2 separate regions of the Anser cygnoides genome follow, and region 1 is linked to region 2. Evidence: chromatin contacts called from public Hi-C data. All regions are on one chromosome and are shown on one strand. The core of a region is the stretch at or near the end of the contact, and the rest is flanking DNA. Distances in the headings are between cores, read along the strand shown. Region 1 has its middle 7.9 kb from the start of RAP2B. Region 2 holds the start of LEKR1 (leucine, glutamate and lysine rich 1).

Region 1 (3,296 bases), core at 302-2,801, 620 kb after region 2:
TGAAACTGATGACTAATTCCAAAAATAGACTTCCTGTCTGCAGCAAAAGCCCTTTTTGTAGAAAAATGCATTTTCTTCATTGACTGGTATTATATTACATTGCAATATTAACTCTGCTGGCAGCAACATTCAGAAACAGTAAAAAGTTGTAATTTTGAGAGTCTTCCCTCTTCAACTAGTTGAATTTGTTTATTCTTCCACCACCTTACCAGGAACAAGGAGTTTCTCTCGACAGACACTTCTGGTCACATTGCAGTGAGGAATGAATACTTTCAACTGTGATCTTATCATATTTCGTAAGTTAGACGGGAGTTTCCAGAGTCCTAAAGAAGCAGACAGTGGGGTTTGCAGCTCGTTAGGCTATGGTCTTCTGTGTAGGAATCACTGTAATAGTCTGCCTTTTGTCTCAGACTAGTGATATAAAACTACGGTTGTAAATATTGGCAGTTTAACTAAAGTCTAGGGCTTTTTTCCCTTGGTAATAATGACAGAAACACATTCTCATTTTAAAGAATGAGAGTACATCTTTGGAAGGAAATGTCCTAAATAAAATCAGAGTTTTATTCCTTTCCTTTCTCGTTGCCTGTAACTCCCATGAACGTTATGGAGTAATAGATATATCCAGAAAGTCAGTGAGTCCACAGACGTGTAAATATTAAAGAGGTGTAAGCAAGGGGCTGGTAATTGAGAGAGGTAAGAGGATCTGTTTCCCCCATGTACTAGAACGAGAGAAATGAAAATACCTATTCCAATCACTACGGAAAAGTGATTTAAACATAGCAAAAACACATAAAAGTTAAAAAAAAAAAAAAATTTAACAGTTTTCAGTGGACAGAATGGAACTATCCCCTAGAATATAATTTAACCAAAATCTCTCATTGTCTCTTGAACAGTGTTTAGTGGTTCATGGTCAAGAGAATTGGTGATAAGAGATGTGCAAGAGGGAAGGTTGATACACAAGCATGTTTTGCTCTCTGAACCTATGCCCACAGGATTTTATCAAGAATAATAATGTTACTAAAGCTGCAGAAGCTCACAAAAATTGCTCCCATTTTTAGGCGCTTGGCACAAACTCATAAAACATTTACAATATGGTCCTTTGGGATGCTGAGCATCTCTAGCTCTCATGAAGACAGGCAAGCCTTGGATCCCTCAGCCTTGCCCTGATTGAGTCCTTAAGACTGCAAGAGAAAAGAAATTAAACTAGACAAGAGGATCTGCCTGCTTAATTGAGCTTTATTTTGTAATGCACAGGCAGACTGCAAGATCAGCAAATCTTTGCAAGCTATGTGGCCATATGGGCAATGGCAGTTTATGAAACAACTGTGCCAAATTTGGCAGCCTTTCTGATGTCCACATGGCAGGTCAGTGAAAACCATTTCAATGCCAGTTACATAATTTCACTCTTCAGTCATCTGCGAAGAATATGTAAAACAAGAGTTTAGAATAAATGGCATCCTTTCAGCACTGAAATTTACACTGTTGTTTATGAAGTATATACGCTTCCTTTCTAACCAGCAGAGTTCTTTTGCTGCATCTTAGGTAACTGAAAACATTAGAGAGTAAATACTGGTGGGTATTCTTTAGCCTTGTATTTGAGTATTAATTTCTAAGTAAATTTTGGCTCAGCGTATCAACAAAGAAGATAAGCTTTTCTGAGGGAAAGTAAGACACAACAGGCTCAGACTAATGTAAGTTATCTGCAGCCTCAATAGACTTCAAATCTCTTGAACAAAATGCCACATTTTCTGAATGTTCTAAAAGGTCTGCTGCCTGTCGCTTACCCTTAGGTTGTTTCTGTCTGGTCAAGGCTGGAGGGATCACAGTGGCTGACCGCCGGCTGTGTCACCAGTGCACTCGCTAAATACTGTTTCATCTTCCAGGCCTTCAGCTGCTGGGCCAGATTAAGGTGAATGTGGAAGCAAACTAACTCTTGCAACACCTGGCCTCTGCAGATAACCCCACCCAGCTTGACTTTAGGCCAAGTCATGGCACATAAACAACCTCTGTTGTATGGACAGATGACCTCATGAGAACGAACAGATAAGATGAAATGATGTTGATACTACTTGATCTGTAAGCCACGTTCGATATTGTCAGACCAGGCAGTCAGGAATGCTGATGTGACCACAAGCCCTCAGAGAATCTGTGTGAAAGCTGGCGATCGTCACGCACTGTCAGGACACCGGCTGCTCCCACAGGGCCTCCTCCTGCCCTGGCCGGCTCCTGGCAGGCTCCTGGCAGGCAGGCTCCCTGCCCCGCTGCGATATCCACAGCTCTGAGCTTTCTGGAGCGCTGGTGCTGCAGGCCGTCCTGTGTATCGCCATCCACAATTCCAACAATATATAGAAACTATTACCATTTGCAGAATGTGGACTTATTTATATTTCCGTATATTTTATTTTGTCATCAACAGTTCCCGTACAAAGGTACTGCAGGAGTGCTGATGGCCCTGTATGGCTGTAACGGCCTCTGCTTGTGGCACCGTGCTGCTTGACATAGACCAGGAAAACACACCCCAGGTTAGTCCAGTCATGTGAGAAAAAGTACTGGAAGACCTACCTGAGAATCACGGCTGGATAAAAGTAGAGTAACCCATCAGGAGTCAATCCATGGTAAATGAGAAAGGTGCACAAATTATTTATAGGAAGTGCGTTCCTCAGGATAGAACTGTATTCCTCATTCGTCCCACTCACAAACAGCAAATAAAAATATCTAGTCCTAGGATCTACTCCAATCAATCCTTCTAATCTTCTGCTCGTTTGAGCCAGTTCTTGATTGCTCAAGCAGTGAACTTTGAGGATCTCTCATTTTGAATGGAACGGATGAGGCATTTTAACACTGTAAGCAGAACAAAATGTCAAGATGGTCACAGAAATTCAGTTTTCAACTATACTTCACTTTTTTTGCTTGGGTTTCACCCTGCTATTAAAGCCAGTAGGCTGCTTTACCCTATGAGATTATTTTTGCATAAAGGTAAATTAAAAATCAAAACTAGACACACCATTAAATATGCCATACAAGGCACAAATGTTTGACAGTTATCCAATTTATCAAAACCACCTAAATTTCTGATTCTGTTCACCAGAGTGCTTACAACCAGTGTGATAGCATTAGGAAATTTTGCATTTCTGGTGTTCAAATACAAATGCAAACTGCATTATAAATCTTTTGATATCTCTTCCAGTTTTGTGGCAGACTATCGATAACTACTCTGAATGTAATAAAATAATATGTCAACATTGTTTCTTACTAGAAACAGGGGATGTGGGAAAAGCTTTTATACAGTCCAAAAT
Region 2 (3,193 bases), core at 242-2,741:
GTACTGACAAGCAGCTTTTGAAGCTCCGTCCGCCAGAGCACAGAAGAGCAGAACGATGACAGCTCTGGGCTGCATCCTTCGCCTTGCCCCACTCTGAGCCCTGCAGCCCAACCTCCTGAGCACGCAGCCGAGCAAGGCAGCTCGAAGCAGCTGCGGGACCAAGAATGCTCACTGCTAGGTGCTGAAATCACAACGCTTAACACATTCCCTCTGGATACACATGTTCCTTCGGCCAGCTAGCTGCATGTTGGGAGCATGTGCTCCGTTTGGCAGAACAACCTACAGCTGGCACAAGTTCCGCTTATGTTAGGAGCAACCTAAAAGCGAGATTACAAAAGAGATGCTATAAAATCCAAGAAGCAGAGAACGCGAAGGGAATAAGAACATGTCTACATAAAAGGTAGAAAATACAAGGACAGGAAATTGTGAGAATGACTTGTAACCAAGCCCAGTATCTTGTAACTATCCTGCAACTACAACGCAAGCCAGCTGAGCGAAGAAGTGAGCAGCAGCAAAGGATGTGTAAAACCATGACCCCTAACCGATCCCAAAATCTTGGCCTGTCGTTGCCTTAGAGCTCACGTTGAGGCGACTGGGTAGGATGGGACGGGAACATGAGACTACTCTTGCTCACACCTAGGGGTGCTGGCTGGCGTACCCTCTGCATGGAGACCTTTCTGTTGGCGGCACGCCGCAGAGCTGAGAGCTCAGGGGCTTGCCTGCCCGGTCCTCTGCTCCAAAGCAAAACCTTGCTTCAGCCGTCCCCCCGCTACCACCAGAGGAATTCCACAGCTCCCCTGCTGAGCTGCTCCACTGCTCTACCCCTGCCTCTGGGTTCGTCACTTTCAACCAAAGCAAGTGGAGAACGGTGAGGGTAAGATTAATTTCCAGCTAGAGATAAAGGACAACTACATACAGCATGTGAATACCGTCAGCGTGCCCTGAGGCATCTTCTAGAGCAAGTAGACCCAACTCTATTGCCCTTTCCTAGGGCAACGGACTCGTCAGCTCTTTCCTAAATTCCCGGCTGTATGATTTTCCTTAAAGACCTGCAGCTCTGAGCTGACCCCCCACAGCCCTGAAGAGGAGACAAGCGGGGCTGAGCTCCACACGCAACCCCGACACCGCTTCAGCCCAGCTACGCGCCCTGCATCGCTGCGGCAGCCACACGCGGCGCGCGGTACCGGGTCCGGGCTCGCTCGGAGCGGCAGCACGAACGCCTTCCCGTCCCCGCCGCGCGCGCCCCCCCGGCAGGTGACTGCGCTCCGTGTGTAACGCCGTGCCCCCGGCGTGCCGCGGCCCGGGCCCGGTTCCCCCCCCCGCAGCCCCGTACCTCTCGGATCCCCGGGGGCAGGGCGTGCCCGGGGCCGGGCCGCTCCGTGGCCGCCGCCATTTTCTCGCCGGGCCCCGGCGGCGTCCTGGCGTCACCGCGGCAACGGCGCGGCGCGGCCACGGGGCGCGCCCCCGCGCGGGCGGGAACGGGAGCGCGCTCGGGGGTTTGGGGGGGGGGGGGGGGTGGCGGTGCTCGCCCCCCGCAGCGGGTCCCGGCCCCCCCGGTGCCTCGGGGCTGCGGCCTCGCCGTGCCCCCGGTGATGGCCCGCGGGTGATGCGGGGCTGCACAGCGCCCCAGCGGGAAGGGCACAGCCCCAACGGGGGGGGCTCCGCGGGGAAACGGCCCGGGGGTGCGCCGGGGTGTGCCCCGGTGTGTGCCTCGGGGTGTACCGATGTGTGCCCCAGTGTGTGCCGATGTGTGCCCCGGCGTACCCCAGTGTATGCCCCGGTGTGTGCTCCGGTGTGCGCCCCGGTGTGTCCCGGTGTGTGCCTCGGGGTGCCCCGGGGTGTGCCCCGGGCTGTGCCGATATATCCCGGTGTGTGCCCCCCTGTGCCCCTGGGGGCGCCGCGGTGTGCCCCAGTGTGTCCCAGGGTGCGCCCCGGTGTGTGTCCCGGGATGTACCGATGTGTGTCCCCCTGTGTCCCGCTGTGTGCCCCGGGGGATACTCCGGCTGCCGCCCCGGTGAGCGCCGTGCAGCCCTTCCCGCGGCCTCGTCCCGCCCGCCCAAGGTCGGCACAAAGGCGGCGGCCTGCGGCAGCCCCCGCCGGGGCCGTGCGGTCGGGAGGGGCGGTGCGGGCCCGGCAGCGCCTCCCCGGCAGCTGGGCCCTGCGTGCTGCCGCCGCGGCGGGGGGGGGCGGCGGGGCCGCCGGATCGCACGCGATGGCCGCCCGTGGCGTGCCGAGCCGGGCCCTGCCGTGCGGAGCCGGGCCCTGCCGTGCCGAGCCGGCGGTTGTGAAACGGGGCAGGCACGCAACGGCCCGGGGCGGCAGCACCGCCCCGCCGCTCCCTGCCCGGCCCCGGGGGATGAGGGGACAGGCGTGGGGCTGGGGGCTGACATGGGGCTGGGGGGGCTGGCATGGGGCTGGGGGGCTGATATGGGGCTGGGGGGCCTGACATGAGGGGATGTGAGGAGATTGTCGTGGGGTCTGTGAGGAAACTGACGTGGGGGCTATGGGGGGACTGGTGGGGGGCTGTGGGGGGCTGATATGGGGGATGTGAGGGGACAGGCATGGGACTGAGGGGACAAACACGGGGCTGCGAGGGGACTGACACGGGGGGCTGTGAGGAAACCGACGCGGGGTCTGTCAGGAAACTGACGGGGGGGTGCTCTGAGGAGGCTCTCATGGGGGATGAGGGGAGCCTGCCAGGGGCTTTGCTGCCACCAGCCCCAGTTGCTCAAGGTCAGGGGGCCCTGAGGAGAAACGTTGCGCAGGACGGGCAGCTCCCGCCTCGCCCTGCTCTGAGGCAACCCCAAAATCCCCCCCAAATCCCCAGTCCCCCCGGGGCCGTGCTCCAGGAGCGGCTCAGGACCACCCCGCCGGCAGGCTCCCAGCTCCCATCGGGGAGGCGATGCCTGGCCCCGCGGGGTGGGCGAGGGAGCCCGGCGGGAGCTGGCCCGCTCCCCACGTGGCGTGGCGGCAGCGCGGCGTGCGTGCCAGCCCCAATTACCGCCACCGCTCCAGATCAGGTTCCAGGCGGCGTGCGCGGCTCCAAGGACAAACCACCAGGCAAGAAACGAGTGCGTGACACGCAGCAGTCATAAGCCAGCTATTTCCATTGTTTTCCTGCAGGCTTTGTACCTTCTCAAACACACGTGGAAAGCCTCCCGCTGCCTGCAAATCCCAACCCAGAGGAGCAAAG

The links. A called contact is a pair of places that touch in the nucleus more often than the background predicts.
Region 1: a contact with region 2 is called in a Hi-C map of liver, with 3 times the contacts expected there. The contact joins the enhancer-like site here to the promoter of LEKR1 in region 2. A contact is called at or near these places in 2 of 7 Hi-C or Micro-C datasets (both in liver).

The regions. Positions count from the first base shown.
Region 1 is chr9:26,274,385-26,277,680 of Taihu_goose_T2T_genome, forward strand. No RefSeq gene overlaps it. Among named protein-coding and RNA genes, the nearest start is that of RAP2B, 7.9 kb to the left of the region's middle. Within about 2 kb of position 1,552, at least 2 of the 3 cell types and tissues checked have open chromatin away from gene starts, as enhancers often do. A contact at or near this core is called in liver, where this site is marked.
Region 2 is chr9:25,657,241-25,660,433 of Taihu_goose_T2T_genome, forward strand. LEKR1 (leucine, glutamate and lysine rich 1) reads right to left here and starts at 1,492. Exons shown (of 11, transcript XM_067002611.1): 1 at 1,334-1,492. The coding sequence starts at 1,393.